2 separate regions of the Mus musculus genome follow, and region 1 is linked to region 2. The links are chromatin contacts, called in public HiChIP or PLAC-seq maps. All regions are on one chromosome and are shown on one strand. The core of a region is the stretch at or near the end of the contact, and the rest is flanking DNA. Distances in the headings are between cores, read along the strand shown.

Region 1 (4,719 bases), core at 2,209-4,708, 300 kb after region 2:
GTGTAGGCCTGTGGTCTGCCAGCAGACTGGAACTCAGCTGGCTCTGAACTTTGATACAGAAAACAGCAAATTTATATAAACATTTACTTTCGAATACGAGCATTTAAAAAAAAAAACAACCTACAGTAAGCCAATGAATACTTTTTATATAAATATATATAAATGTACACACACATGGATATGTCATAAATGCTACTCAAAAATAAATGAAGGTATGCTCTTTAATTTTTACCTATAGAAAGGTAACAAGGAGACACGGATCAACTTAAATATAAAGGTTGGCTAGAAAAGAGAAAATTCGAACACCACAAAACTGGATTATCTAAAGCTGGTATTCGTGCTTATTTCCTGAAACATTTCAAGGATTCCTTATGTACGTTACTTCATAAGAGACTGCTAGGCACACCATCATATTATATAGAGCACAAAGAGTATAAACAAAATGCCATAAACCATAACAAAAGTTGCTATAAAAACTTTATTGTAAAAGCAAAGCCGGGAATGGGGGGGTTCTTGTAAAGAAGGCTAAACAGAGAAATTGAAGTTGCTTGCAAGTTACCTCAAACTTGTAAGTATCGAGTTTCCTTTGAAATTATTTCTCATTTTTATGAGAGGCTGATTGAGGATCACCTGGAAACGGTGGGGGAAGGAAGACAAGGAGAGAAATACCAGTTGGGTCCACGGGTTGTTTGAAAGACTGAAAGAGCCACAGTGCCACCTTATGGGGAAAAAAGATTTCTTTTTCTTCCTCGACATTATGGGGTTTTTTCTCCCCCCCACCCCCTTTCTGGAGAGAAGAGAGGAGAGAAAGGAGAGAAAGAAGAGAGAGGAGAGAGCAATTAAGCCACCCAAAGGACAGGTAGAAATTTTATTTATGTGGATAGTAGTATTTTTTCAGTTATTTTAAACACACTAGTATGCATATATCAAAACTTTAAAAATTATAACAAGTCAAACATGTATGTAGCACCGAGAAATGGTCTAATGGAGTAGATCATCTGAAAATTCGAGTGTTTGCCTAAAACTGTGAGTATGAGATTGTGTCCATGTCCTAAAAGAATGATTCCTGACAGATTCCACTATTAAATATTTAAGTCTTGAAGAAAATGCAGGTCCTTTGATCAGTTGCTTGCATCTGGAAAAGGCATATTCTTAAACTAAATACAAAGCAACTTTACTTTTAAAAGCTGCTTGTCTAGTTATAACTAAGAGAGGTGGCGCAACGGTTTACAGGACTTACAGGTATTGCCTTAACAAGAGGTCTAGTTGTCTAGCCATACAGAGGGTGCAGATCCTATGCCTGAACCTTCAGAGTGAAAGGGCGAGGACTCCAAAGCTAAGGAGTGCCAGCCAAAAGCCACCCTCGCTCTATTGTGCAGCCAGAAACATCTAGCACGCTGTGAGTGATTCCTATCCAAATGTCTTCTGCAAGACAAGGTGGAACTCAGGGGTTACCTCTAGGCATTCTTTATTCTCTGTATTTTAAAATCACAGAACTGGTATATTCCTCTGACCTTCAGGAAGGACTAAATCAAAGGCATCCCAGGAAGAGACCAGTGTATTTCAAACTGTGTTGTTCAGAGCCCTAGGAGCTGTGAGAAGATTAAGAAAAGGGAAGGCAGAGAAACCCCCTCACTCCTCTCTCAGCGAGCGCTTTGCTTTCATCATCTCCACGTACAGGAATTCTACCTGAGCCCCTATGCAAACTACAGAGTCCATGGCTACTGCAAGATCAGAAATCACCAACTTAGCCTAACCTAGTTTATAGTCTAACAAAGGATTACTCAAAAAAAAAAATCTGGAAACTTCCTGCAAACTTATTAACTATGTGCTTGCCAAGTGACTCACCATGTTCCCATATAATGTGTCTTTTCTTCCTTTTAAAAAAAAATGTATTAAGTAAAGACTCCCTATCTAAGAAGCCCAGTCCATTCACTTCTGGAGGGAGCACGGTTGCATTTGGGTTTGTATCTCCCAAGTTTTCTCTGTATTTTTCTTGCTCAAAAACACGTGTGCATATACAAACACTGAGACTTCAAGAAAACAGGATAGATATGTGCTTTTCTTAATTACAAGAGGACATCTTTCTGATGCTTCATTCCTTGTAAGACTCCATAGTACTCCAAGTACAGGTGTACAATATTCATTTAACCTCATTTGTATTATTCAGTATTTGGATTTTTTTCTATTATTTATATATTTGTTCTTTCCTTTATCTAAAATATATTCCCTAAAGTTTCTGTCCAGGCAATGTTTACAAATGTTTTAGTTTTATGTTACTTCCCAAGAGAAAACAAACCATCAACTTTATGGGCCTTTGTCTGGTTGCTTGTTTGTTTTACAAAACTTTAATGCAACATTTCTCAACACATTTTCTTCTCAACTGTTTAAAATATAAATAATCGGACACCTTTGCAATAGCCCTAAATTAACTCTTTCACAAGAAATAAAATAAACCTACATATAGTTTTAGGTATTCTAGTTCAACAAGAAAAAAATGCATTGCATTATTTTGAAGAACATTTGGCTACCTCCATCAATATGTAAAATATACCTGCCTCGCCTCACATGCTCCTGGACAGCTTTTCTTTGAACACTCACCCAAGTTCATTGCTTTCCTTCATTCAACACATTTACTGACAACTCTTACAGTCCAGTCATTTTTGAAGCTTCTTATAGAAAAGTGGTTACAAGAAACCTAGAGGAGCCTCCAAGGTTAGGATAAACCTACACAGGGTTAATATTTCACATGTCATTGCAAATTATGATAAATAGAAATAAGAAAATTATAAGTCATTTAAACACTGGGTTTTCTCTTCAAAGAGCTACAAAATGTCATTCTATCTTTCATCATACTTCAGAGTCTTGAGTGGAATATTTCTGAAACATCTTACATACAAGCACTTTTTTCTTTCTTTCAGTATACCTCAGCAGACAAGCTGCCGAAGTCAAAAGAACCTTTGAAAGTGACAATATTCTCAGTTTATTTTAGTCTTGCCCAAATTCCATTGTTAGGATATTATTAAGACAGTTAAGTATTTTTATCTTATTGGTTCTTTTTACTTTTCTGAGTTTTTTTTTTCAAATAAGGATAAAATATAATCAGTTATGCACATATATACATAAACACTATTCCTCAAATAAAACCACAAACATAAGTGAAGCTAAACTTTTGATTGGCCATGAATTCCAAGTCAACATTATTCTAAAAACCATACCTAATAACATGGTTTAGAAGATTTCAAATTCAGTGTACAAAGGCATTTTATATGTCTATGTTTAATACATTGAAGTGCATACTGAAATGCATACATGAAATTTCCAGTTAAAATTTCGTCCAATTAAATAACTTGTAATTTTCTTATTGGAAGAATCAGGGCTAGATAAAACAGATGACTCATATCAGTGGGTTAGTAGTGGAGAGTAAGTTGTCATAAGAATAAAAACAAGCCAAGCTGCAGACACAGAAGACCCAGACATGTCTGAGCATGTCTACAACACAAGTGAAACTCAACCACCAAAGTTCTATTTATAAAAGAGACCAAAGACACTCCAGGAAAATTACTCATCTTCAGACAGAGACTTTGAAAGCAACAGTTAAACCCATTGAACTGTACTGAGACAGGGCCAGTGCAGAGGGGTGATTTGGGCTGTGTTAACAAGGTCAGTTCATAAGATCAGTGCCTTGCTCACCCATCGCCAGAGCAGCTTCCTCCTGCGGCAGATGGGAACAAACACAGAGATCCACAGCCAGACAATGTGCAGAGAGTGAGAGAGCTTGGAACACTCGGTCCTAATGGCGTGGCTCCATCAAATCCCTCCCCTCAGGGATCAGGGAGCCATTCAGAAAAGAAGGCAAAAAAGGATATGAGAGCCAGAAGGAATGGAGGACTCCAAGAAGACAAGGCTTTCTAAATCAACTGCACTGGTACACATATGAACTCACAGAGTTTCTCTGGGGAACCAGACTACTCTTAAAGGGTAGGCTACATGCCCAGCAATAGATGGCCAATAGAAAGAGAACTCGATACCATCTTTGGAGGTTCCTCGTATCACAATGGGATTCTCCTATTTCTTTTTAAATTCTAGTCTTCTTACTCTTATTTATATGTTATTTATATATACATATATTCTTTTCCCTTTGCATATATATATATATATTATGGCTTTCAGTTTAGTGTCCTTATAGGATTCCTGAGTATGCAAATGGGTGATCTCTGCATCTATGACTGTTTCTTGTGCCTTATCTTAGGATCTTTTCTTTCTGTTTGTTTTGTCCTATTTGTCCTATTCTGATGTGTTAGGGTTTCCATTATTATTATTATTATTATTATTATTATTATTATTATTTTATTGTTATCCCTTAGAAATCTGTTCTCTTTCTAATGAGAGAAAGAAGTGGGGGGGTGGATCTGGATTGGGGAAGCTAGGGAGACACTGGAAGGAGTAGAGGAGAGAAAACTGTAATCAGGATATATTATGAGAGAGAGACAGGGAGAGAGAGAGAGAGAGAGAGAGAGAGAGAGAGAGAGAGAGAGAGAGAGACTGTTTACAATAAAAGAGAAACAGAAAAAAAGACTAAAAATAATTTATATTTAAATAAATAGATTCATATAATAATACGGAGAGAGCTGGGCAATGGTGCATGCCTTTAATCAAAGCACTTGGGAGGCAGAGGCAGGCAGATTTCTGAGTTCAAGGCCAGCCTGGTCTACATAG
Region 2 (4,263 bases), core at 1,176-3,675:
AGGAAACATGGGTCGGTCCCTTTCTGCACTCAGGGGCAGGTCAAGAACGCAGGCTTCACTAAATATCCATGGGATTTTTATTATAGCAAAGGGATGACATTGCTAGTAGAAGACAGAGAAGACTCTTTGTAGAGAAGACTGAGGCAACATGGAACTGATAATTGTAGGAAGCCATGCATTTTGGTCTGGGCAAACATGAGGAAGGACCAGACCTTATAATGCAGAAGTTCTTTGGACTGGGCTCTAACACCTGAGAGGGACTCTTCCCAGAAAAGCTCCCTAAGTCACTACAGTTAATGCAGCTAGAAGACAGCCCTCCATTGTTGCTAGTGGTGGCTTTGCGGGACACTATGAGAGAGTAACAGAGCTAGAGAAAGTTTCCAGCTAGGAAAGAAGGCTGATCTCCATCCCTGATCACTGACTCTATCCTGCTTTCAGGAACATGAAACGAATGGAAAAGAGTAAGTTCCTTCTTGTCCCATCCCACTATCGCCCTCTGGAGTCCTAAGGACAAAACCTAGATGTTCTCAATGCAATCAATGCTCACTGAGTCATTTAGTGTTACCTGCATGTGCATGGCTGTGAGATCATCTTACTAGAGTGTGGGTTGCCTCTCAGGGCCAGAATCCCTGAAGAACAATGACTCTCCCTTGCTAGGCTAGCAGCTGTCAACTATCAGACAGGGGGCGGAACTTCATAAGCCCCACCCACCCCCTCATCTCTTCTGGCTCTTTTGCCTTTACCTTGTGACCCCCTCATCAATTCCAGTATTTCAGCTGCCTTGACCTTGTGTTTACATGTGCTGTACCAACACTGTGAGCTGATCTGTGTAGCTTCACTGCCGTGTCCTACATATTGTTTTGCTAAACTGACTCAGTGAGCATCATACTGAAAACACACAGAGGTAGCGTACATAAAGGAGAAATGTGGTGAATGGGAGAGGAGTTAGAAAGGAAGGCGTGGCTCGCAACACATTATATGCATGCATGCATATTAAATAGAATTTTTAAATAACTTCGTATAATGTGCTATTAACTACAAAATAGCAGGTTTGGGGAGAGCAAAATCAACTGGGGGTACGTTTTTCATTTTGAATCCCTGCTACAGCTCTGCTATACAAAGATAAACCGGCTAGAAGGGTGGCTTGGAAGAGCCCTATTTTCTGGTGTCGGCTGACTGATGTGGTGTAAATACTCACACTATGACCAACTACAAGCTATCCACCGCTTGTCATTGCCTGGGGCATTAGGGAAAAAAAATGTCAAAAACCGATTTTCCCTAAGCCGGTAGGAGTTAGCTACTGCAGTGTTGGTGGGTGGAGAAGAATGAGAGCTGTGACTGAAAAGGGCCTAGAAATAAGAGTTATAATTTAAGTCACAGGAGGGAGGGACACAACACTTGTCGGGAGAACAGAAAGGCCCTGGAAAACAGTGATCAGACGAGTGAAAGAAGGAAGGAAGAGGCCCCCAGTGATGAGCTGTAAGCAGCCATCTACCTGACAGACCAGCGTGGTAAACTGCCTGACCTACTTTATGGAGGATAAGCATTTTGCTCTCCCATTGTCGATCCTAATATTTTCTATATAGTGCCTGGGAAAATAAATTGTATCTGTTCAAACTTCTGAAGCTAAGACGTGAATTTTATATGAGAAATGAGGCATATGTATAGCTTCCATTTTTCAGTCCAGAGATCAAATGCTTTTTCCTGTGACTTTGAGAGATGTCTCCTTTCTTTGTACTGAGTAGGCTAATAGTACAAATAAATTTATTCTGTGCTGTTTCTGATACATGGTGTGACAGCCCTATGCAGTCTATTGCTAATGGCCTTGTTCACAAGCTCGAGTCTGGTAAAATATTAAATTCAGCTATAAAATGACTACATTAAAAATTGAATTAATAATGATTAGAATTAAGTATTAACCATTCGATTTAATTTAAAAATAAATCCATAGACCTTTAAGTCTCCTTATGGGGAAAAATAAACAGAGTTAATAAGCTTGACAAATATTTAATAAATATTTAAATTCACACGCACACCCTATATGGAGAAGATAAAAAGTTAAAATTTGATTATCATGTGTTACAAAACCGTCTGAGGCCCTGCTTTTATGGTGTCCTTGAGCTGAACTAGAAAGCCAGTGTGGAATAAGCCTGTGTTTTCAAAGAGAACACATATAAACTGGAATCAAGACTCGGTTCACATTTTCAAGAAACCAGCGAGGGCTAATCATTTACGATGCTTTAGAATGGAAAGCAAAGGATCGGGGTGCTGGTGGTTATTAAATATGTGGCATATTCCATTCCAGCACAAACGCCTGAGCACACCCAGAGTGGAGCAGCGGCAGCTGCAGCCACAGAGGTGGGAGGGAGAACCTGGTTTTGCTGCAAACCATGCAGTCTTAGCCTCCTCTGCAGGATCGCTTCGTGCACACTCTGCCACCTTGTGTGATGTGTATATACTACAACCCAAAACATCTTCAGTCCTTGTTCCATTAGCCCTGCACATACCACTTCCACACGCACACATGAGAGAGAGAGAGAGAGAGAGAGAGAGAGAGAGAGAGAGAGAGAGAGAGAGAGAGAGTCCTATTTCAAGGGCTAATAAATCATTTATGAAGTGAAAGGAACTGGTTTTACTTTGTGGAGACCGTTATCTTGGGAGCCTTAGCTAATGGTGCAGGCACAGGGGAATGAACGCAGTGTGTTTGTTCCACGGTGCTCAGAGGATACTCACCCCAGGGCACCTTGGCACGGAGATGAACAGGAGAATGGAGGAGCACCACACTCATCCCAGGTCTCTAGGAACAAGGTCTATAGCCAACTGTTCTTGTCAGTATTCCACAAGCCTTACCCACCATTGTGCGGGCATTGAGGCCAGCTCCTCCCCACCCCATAGACTTTCTGTTTTTATGCCTCTGCTTAGTAACCACAGCAGGAACTTGGAACGAGACATAGCAAATGACTTCTCTGACCCCTCTGATTCAACACAGGAGAATGCAGCTAGCAGCCAAAAGCTGATGATGCTAGGAAGTTAGAGACATGAAATGCTGAAGCCACAGAGCTGGGTAACGTTTAATTCCCCCAGACCATGCACTCTGAACAAATTTGACTGACAGCAGGCCAACTGTCTTTAGGCTTGTCGGTATGATCTGTTTGGGCAAAGGACTGTACTGAATATACACCAGTTACAAAGTCCAAATCAGATGCAATTCTTAGCATTTCTAGTTCCCGAACGCCATCTTCAACACTACAGGCCTGGAGGAGTGTCTGCTTAAATTGCTATACTTGGAAAAAGTGATCATTTTTAATAATAACATTTTCCCCGTAAGAGCTGTCATTGCTCTTTCATTTCTTTATCTAAAATCCCATCACTTACCATGACCACAAAGAGATGCAGTGTCAACATTTCAGAGAAGGCTGCCTCTGAAGAGATGGCCCCAGAGGGGCTGTTACATTTGCTGAGCCTTGGCTTGGATATTCATTCTACTCCTCCATTGAATCTTCAAATGATCTCAACAGCAGTGGACAGGAGATAACAAAGCTCACTGTGGTAAACTTTGTGTGCATACAGTCAATAACATAGAAAATGTGCAGCACATAAGAGGCACATATCAGCTATCACTCCTAACATTATAAATGACATTAGGTCAAATGCAGTTTGAAAAGAGATCAGAGAGCAGAAGACATGGTGTGCTTTGAATGAGAAATTCCCTACCCCATCCCACCTGCCCACCCCACCCCACCCATCCACCCACACCCCCTGCCACACAGATACTAGGCTCATGTATTTGATTACTTGGTCCCAGTTGGTGGCACTCTTTGGGGAGGTTATAGACCTTTAGATATGATGCATTGCTGGGGCATATGTCATTTGGAGCTGACTTTGAAGGCTCGCAGCCTTGGAGGGCTTCCTTTTCTGTCTCTCTGCTTCCTGCTCATAGTTGAAATGTGAATAGCTAGCTTTCTGCCCCTGCTGCCATGCCAGCTTATTGCCATGCATTCTCCACCATGACCAATTCAATCTCTCTAGCATCATAAGGCAAAACAAAACCCGTCTTTCTTAATTTGATTTTCTCAGGGCATTTAATGATAGCATTAATTAATGATAGAAAGGTAACTAATATAGAAAAGAATATGAGTGTAGTATGTTTCCTGAGACAAAACTATATGTTCATGCTTAATACTTTGCTATGTTTGAGAAAATGGTTGTTTTTCTTTAATTACATTTGCATAAATTCATTAGCAAGAGCTTAAAGGGGATATT

The links. HiChIP or PLAC-seq counts read pairs in DNA pulled down with a chosen protein or histone mark.
Region 1: a contact with region 2 is called in an H3K27ac HiChIP or PLAC-seq map of the NIH/3T3 cell line, with 4 times the contacts expected there. The contact joins two enhancer-like sites. A contact is called at or near these places in 1 of 39 promoter capture datasets (the 3T3-L1 cell line), 11 of 484 Hi-C or Micro-C datasets (Sertoli cells, adipose-derived mesenchymal stem cells, cerebral cortex and 5 more) and 4 of 115 datasets of contacts at active chromatin or transcription factors (the NIH/3T3 cell line, embryonic hindbrain, embryonic limb bud and 1 more).

The regions. Positions count from the first base shown.
Region 1 is chr4:31,938,208-31,942,926 of GRCm38.p6, forward strand. No RefSeq gene overlaps it. Among named protein-coding and RNA genes, the nearest start is that of Map3k7, 24 kb to the right of the region's middle. Within about 2 kb of position 3,459, at least 42 of the 459 cell types and tissues checked have an H3K27ac peak or open chromatin away from gene starts, as enhancers often do. A contact at or near this core is called in the NIH/3T3 cell line and adipose-derived mesenchymal stem cells, where this site is marked.
Region 2 is chr4:31,639,971-31,644,233 of GRCm38.p6, forward strand. No RefSeq gene overlaps it. Among named protein-coding and RNA genes, the nearest start is that of Gm42315, 130 kb to the left of the region's middle. Within about 2 kb of position 2,426, at least 108 of the 459 cell types and tissues checked have an H3K27ac peak or open chromatin away from gene starts, as enhancers often do. A contact at or near this core is called in the NIH/3T3 cell line and adipose-derived mesenchymal stem cells, where this site is marked.